2 separate regions of the Mus musculus genome follow, and region 1 is linked to region 2. A link is a contact called in public promoter capture Hi-C data. All regions are on one chromosome and are shown on one strand. Each heading gives the region's core, a stretch centred on a gene start, on an enhancer-like site or on the middle of the called end of the contact. The rest is flanking DNA. Distances are from core to core; before and after follow the strand shown. Region 1 holds the start of Dus1l (dihydrouridine synthase 1-like (S. cerevisiae)). Region 2 holds the start of Gcgr (glucagon receptor).

What was found. Capture Hi-C pulls out chosen DNA fragments and counts their contacts.
Region 1: a promoter capture Hi-C map of pancreatic islet shows a contact between it and region 2. The contact joins the promoter of Dus1l here to the promoter of Gcgr in region 2. A contact is called at or near these places in 18 of 39 promoter capture datasets (the 3T3-L1 cell line, the C10 cell line, the SN4741 cell line and 10 more), 2 of 15 datasets of contacts at CTCF or cohesin (the NIH/3T3 cell line and pro-B cells), 14 of 484 Hi-C or Micro-C datasets (B cells, the G1E-ER4 cell line, brown adipocytes and 7 more), 25 of 115 datasets of contacts at active chromatin or transcription factors (the SCID.adh cell line, VIP interneurons, acute myeloid leukemia and 15 more) and 4 of 9 other capture datasets (adipose tissue, embryonic stem cells, liver and 1 more).

What each region holds. Positions count from the first base shown.
Region 1 is chr11:120,795,118-120,797,817 of GRCm38.p6, reverse strand. It overlaps Dus1l (dihydrouridine synthase 1-like (S. cerevisiae)), which reads left to right and starts at 1,423. Exons shown (of 14, transcript NM_026824.4): 1 at 1,423-1,675; 2 at 2,095-2,341. The coding sequence starts at 2,105.
Region 2 is chr11:120,529,353-120,532,052 of GRCm38.p6, reverse strand. It overlaps Gcgr (glucagon receptor), which reads right to left and starts at 1,326. Exons shown (of 14, transcript NM_008101.2): 1 at 1,220-1,326.

The sequences.
Region 1 (2,700 bases), core at 174-2,673, 270 kb before region 2:
GGCTTGTATATGGTGTTTTATCGGTATGTATGTCTGCACACAAGAGGGCATTGGGAGCCTGTCTCGAAACCCCCCCCCCCCAAAAAAAAGAAGAGGGCATTGGAAACCATAAGACTATAGTTACAGACAGTTGTAAGCTGCCTTGTGGGTGTTGGGAACTGACCTCAGGACCTCTGGAAGAGCAACTAGTACTCTTAACCTCAGAGCCATCTCTCCTGCCCCTCTTATTTACTTTATTTATTTTTTATTTTATTTTTCGAGATAAGGTTTCTTTGTGTAGCCCTGGCTATCCTGAATTAGCTCTGATCTAAATCAGGCTGGCCTCCAACTCACAGAGCTGCTCCTGCCTCTGCCTCCTGAGTGCTGGGATCAAAGGTGTGGTGTCACCACCCAGCTTCCTGTCATTTCCTTACAAGGCAGAAAATTAAAGTATCATAAATGGCTTGAGTAATGCATATATATTACATTATATCATTATACCGTTATACATGTATCATTATACATACATATATCATTATAAAGTATGTATCAGCAATTGTTCCAAGGCTGGAGAGCAGGACTCAATGGTTTGTGGAGTTGGAAGTCTGACCACAGAGGGAAAGGCTGGAAGCATGTGAGTTGCACGATACAAACTCTGGATTCTGAAAACTCGAGGTGCATGGAAGCAGTGTAGAAGGATTAAAGAGTGGTCAAACAACTCAGACATGGCGGTTCAGGCCTTGAATTCTGTGTTGGGAGGCAGAGTCTGGTAGATCTCTCTCAGTGAAATACATCACTACTATTAAAACAGTAACAGTTTACGGCCATAGTTTGGTTTCCTGTTTAAAATACCCTGACAAAAAGAACTTAGGAGAGAACTTTTTTTATTTTTGTTTTTGAGAGCTGGGGAGGGTTTCTCTGTATAGCCCTGGCTGTCCTGGAACTCACTCTGTAGACCGGGCTGGCCTCGAACTCAGAAATCTGCCAGGCCTCTGCCTCCTAAGTGCTGGGATTAAAGGCATGAGCCACCACTGCCCGGCCCCATATCTCTTTATGCATGTTCCTTCCCTCTAGCAAGCGACTCATTACTCGACAAAGGCCTGGCCTGCTGTAGCCTTTTCTACCCAGGATCTGAAGTAATAATTCTTTATCTCGTTTCCTATTGTGGTGGTGTACTAAATTTACGTCTTGTGTCTGCAGAACCAAGGGCTGCTCCTGGATTGCGGAGGTGGGTTGGGGGATAGAGGTGGGAGGAAAGGCCTCCGAGTGCCAATTGTCTGGAAGGGACAGCGTGACCCCGGGCATGCGCAGTCTGTTCTTGCTCAACTCTCTCGTTTCCACAAGGCCGGTCCCTTCAGCGCTGAGCTGCAGTTTCCGAGGACTTTATTTTTTGCTGCACCGCAGACGGTGCGGAGCGCCTGGCAGTACGCTTCCGGCTCCGGCACTTCCGGCGGCGTTGCGCTGAGTCTGAGCCACGGCGCTTGGCGGCTCCCGCCGCCTTCGTGCGGGTCCTGCTGGCGGCGCCGCGGGTCAGGCAGAGGCTACGGGGCCTTGTGTGCCCCTTTCTTTGGAGCGTGCCCGCAGTCACAGACCTTCATCGAGCCCTGGCCAACTCCGACGGTGCGGGAAGTAGTCCTAGTTCAAGCCCCGTGGACGTCCGGTGGCGGTCTCGGGCCCCAGCCAGCCCAGGGGTTAGGTAGGGGCAGCTCAGGGGGCTCTGGGCCCGACCAGGAAAGGAGCCGTGGAGGCTGACGTGCTCGCTACTCTCCCAACCCAAGATCCGAGGCGGCGTCAGGCCTCGTGCAGCCGGGTGGTCTCAGCTGTGCAGGTCCCACAGACCTGTTCATCCTCCACACCCGCTGCACCAGGCTGGCGTTTAAGGGGAGAAGGTCCAGAGAGGGTGAGTGGTATGTCAGGGTCACTGCCAGAAAGGTGGAGGGAGGGCACCTCAACCCTGTGCCTACGGATACCTCTCTTGTTTTCACCGTGTTCTTGGGAGAGCCGACAGCAAAAGCTGACGAGAGCGGTCAGCTCCTGGAGTTGAACTTCGTACCCTCCTGGGGTATGATGGTATACCATGGCTGAAATGAGCGCTTGTTCCTCTTCTGCCCTTAGTGTGGAGAGGATGCCCAAACTGCAGGGTTTTGAGTTTTGGAGCCGCACCTTGGGGGGTGCCCGACATGTGGTGGCACCCATGGTGGACCAGAGTGAGCTAGCTTGGAGACTTCTGAGCCGCCGCCATGGAGCCCAGCTATGCTACACCCCTATGCTACATGCCCAGGTCTTCGTTAGAGATGCTAACTACCGCAAAGAGAACTTGTATTGTGATGTGTGCCCCGAGGACAGGCCTCTCATTGTGCAGGTGAGCTGAGGGACTGGGTAGCACCTAAGCTCCAGACCCTGTATATAAGGACAGCATTCCCAAGCTGTCCCTGTCATATACATATAACCCAGGAGAAGGGTCGGGGTCCCTGAAGTCCTGCATGACACATGCTGCTGAGTGGGCATCCCCAGAACTGGGAACTAGCCAGAGTCCCGGTGAAGGGGCAGCTTGGAGGACGTGAGGAGTGTAGCACCAGTGTCACCTTGATCCTTCTCCGTCTCAGTACCCTCCTGTCGAGAACCAACAGTTCTTTACAAGTCTGTGCCAGTGGCTTCTGTTACATGTCATTATAGCTCATATTCCTAGTGGTTGTCATATTGTCAATGTCGGTGGAAAGA
Region 2 (2,700 bases), core at 77-2,576:
AACTGTAGGTGAAATACGGAAGATGCAAGTCTGAATCCCTAAGATGCTTGCCTGTCTTGCCTTTAGATCAATCAATCCCCCTTCTTCAGAGCACATATCTGGCACACCAGCCACTCGGACTGGCATTGTCCCATGCCACCACCACACCAGCCACTCGGACTGGCATTGTCCCATGCCACCACCGCTTCCAGCAAGCTCCAACAGGACAAAGGACACGTGGGTGTTTGCAGTGTGGTTACCGATTTTCTCTGCAGGTGGCGGAGGGTGTTAGATGGATGGCCCAGTGGCCAAAGGGAGGCATCGAGGGAAGGTGGGGGGGGGATCCTCTTGGTTCCTTAGAAGCCAAAGTAGCAACGTTTTTGATCTTAGGAATCCCCAGAGATATCAACTGGAAGGGTGTTTTTGTCAAAACAGAGAAACTAGACCAGGTCATAGTCCTATGGCAGGGACAGGATCAGGGGCCACAGGCTGTGACAAAGCCTAGTTCTCCAGTCCTCCCCTGAAAAGGGGCGGAGATACCCACGGGCTCGGGTGAGCTCAGATTCCCCCTTCTATGTCTCCAAGACAGAAGAACAGCAAAATATGCCTGGTCTAACCTCGAAGGATGCGAGAGCTAAGAGGTAAGGGATCAGTCGGTTTGCGACAGAAAACTTCGCGGGTCTGAAGTGGGAAGGTGGTCTCTGGGGAGCAATGACCTGAGCTTGCAGGGGAAAAAAAACCCTCAGTGCACGGTGCCTACACATCTAACCCGCAAGACTGAGACACTGCTAGGAAGTTCTGGAGATCAGGGACACATAGGAAGGGGAAGCGAATCCATCTGAAGGGGATGAGCGAGCCTTTGGAGTGTGAGAAGCTGGAAGCTGGAGTGTGTTGGGCGTTCAATGGGGCAGCAGGATCCACGTCTGCACCCACCCTCTCCCACCTTCCTGGATTGCGCTCCCAGAAAATAGAAAGGAGAAGTTGAGACCCCTAACCTGCAGGAGACGGTTGGGAATCAGGTGGCCCTAACCGTGACAGTAGGACACATTTCCCGTTTTGAATAAGGTGTTAGACCGGGACGAGAACCGCGACTCCCAAAACCCCAGGGACAGCTGGCTTACGTCCAGGCCCGAGGGCCAGCTCCCCGCTCCCCTCTTCTGTGCGCCCAGGTCACGCTCGTGCTCCAGCACCCCACAGACAGCCTGAGACCATCCCCTCGGGGCCCGACCCTAGTGCTCACTGTGCTCAGTCGCCGGGGCTAGGGCTGCGCTCCTCGCGGTCCTCGAGCGTACTCGGATCTGGGCGCCGGCGACTGCTCGCCTCGGCCGCGCTGTGATCGGGGTCGGCGCCAGCTCCGCGCCAGCCGCTCGCAAACTTTCCAGCGGCGACGCTGGGCGGCGGCGAAGGGGGAGGGGTGGGGGCGGGAGCGGCCCGCGGGGGAGGGGGAGAGATGAGGGTCCGCGCCCGCGCCTTAGTGCAGCGGACCTGCAGCGAGCTCTCAGACCCTCTCGGTGTAACCCCGAGTATATCTCCTGGGCTGAGCTTGCCTGGCAGGTCTGCATCCCGCGTTCTCCCTTTCCCTCCCCTCTGGCACACAGGAGCAGGCCCTGACCTGGATCCGACCCTACGGGTCCCTTCCGAGAACCCTCACCAGGTGTACCGTAACCCTGAGGATCCAACCTTGCGCACCCTGGACTTCAGAGAGCCTCCACGGGTGAATCCTGACCTGGCAGGTGCGAATCCTGATGGGTCTGAGTTCTCCAAGGGAACAATAAGTGACTCAGCGCGCCCCTTTCTCTTTCAATGTCCACTGTCCTGGGGTCTCATCATTGCGTTCAGGTTTGCAGTCTTGATTTTCTAGAAGGACTAAGTCCCTTACTTAACCACATCTGGCTCCTGGCTGGAAGGTTGCAGCTGCCACACATGCACCATGGGTGGGAGAGGTCAGGATACATGGGCCGCTCTGCAGATTTCAGACAAGGTGATCCGCTAAGAGTGCCTCTTAAACCCTTTCCAGGTTACATGCCCTGTGGGCCTCAGGGACTCCTGTCCAATAAGCCCTCAAGCAACACCACTCATTTGACAATCCACTAATTTGGCCATATTCTCAGTCGGCACAGACCTTTTTTAGATACCTCCTTTTCTGGAGTCAAAGGTTCTGAGCCACAAGCCTGCCTTTCGCTCCTAGACTCAGCCCTGGAGAGGACTTTCTCCACTGCCCGCCCCCCCATTTGAGCCCTTGAGCCACCTTTTGTTGCCTCATCTCCCCTCCTGCCCAGTAACCTCGGGATCAGAAACTCCCTTGGGTGTTTTTGGGCTTCCACTTCTCTGGCTTCTCCACATCCTGTAAGAGGGTCATGTTGCTTTCTAGAAAGTTCTCCCTGTAACTGTGGCTTTCAGAATGGGTACTCACAACCTCCCTCCCCATTTCCAGCCCCCAGACCAGTCCTCTGCGGCCCAAGTCTCCTATGTCTGTGTCCTCTCCTCCACCTCATACCTGCAGATCATCTAGTAAAGAGCCGAGGCCCCTCTAGGGAATCCAGTCCAGCACCAGTCTCTCTCATCTGGAACACATGTGGTTTCTTCTCTGTCACCCACCGCCCTTCCTCAGAACTCCCATGGGCCTTGGGTCAGTTCCTTGTTCAGTTGTTGTCCTTCTCCAGGACTCCATGTCTATTTAGGGGACATTGGATCTTGTGCCCCAACCTGTGGGTTCCCTCA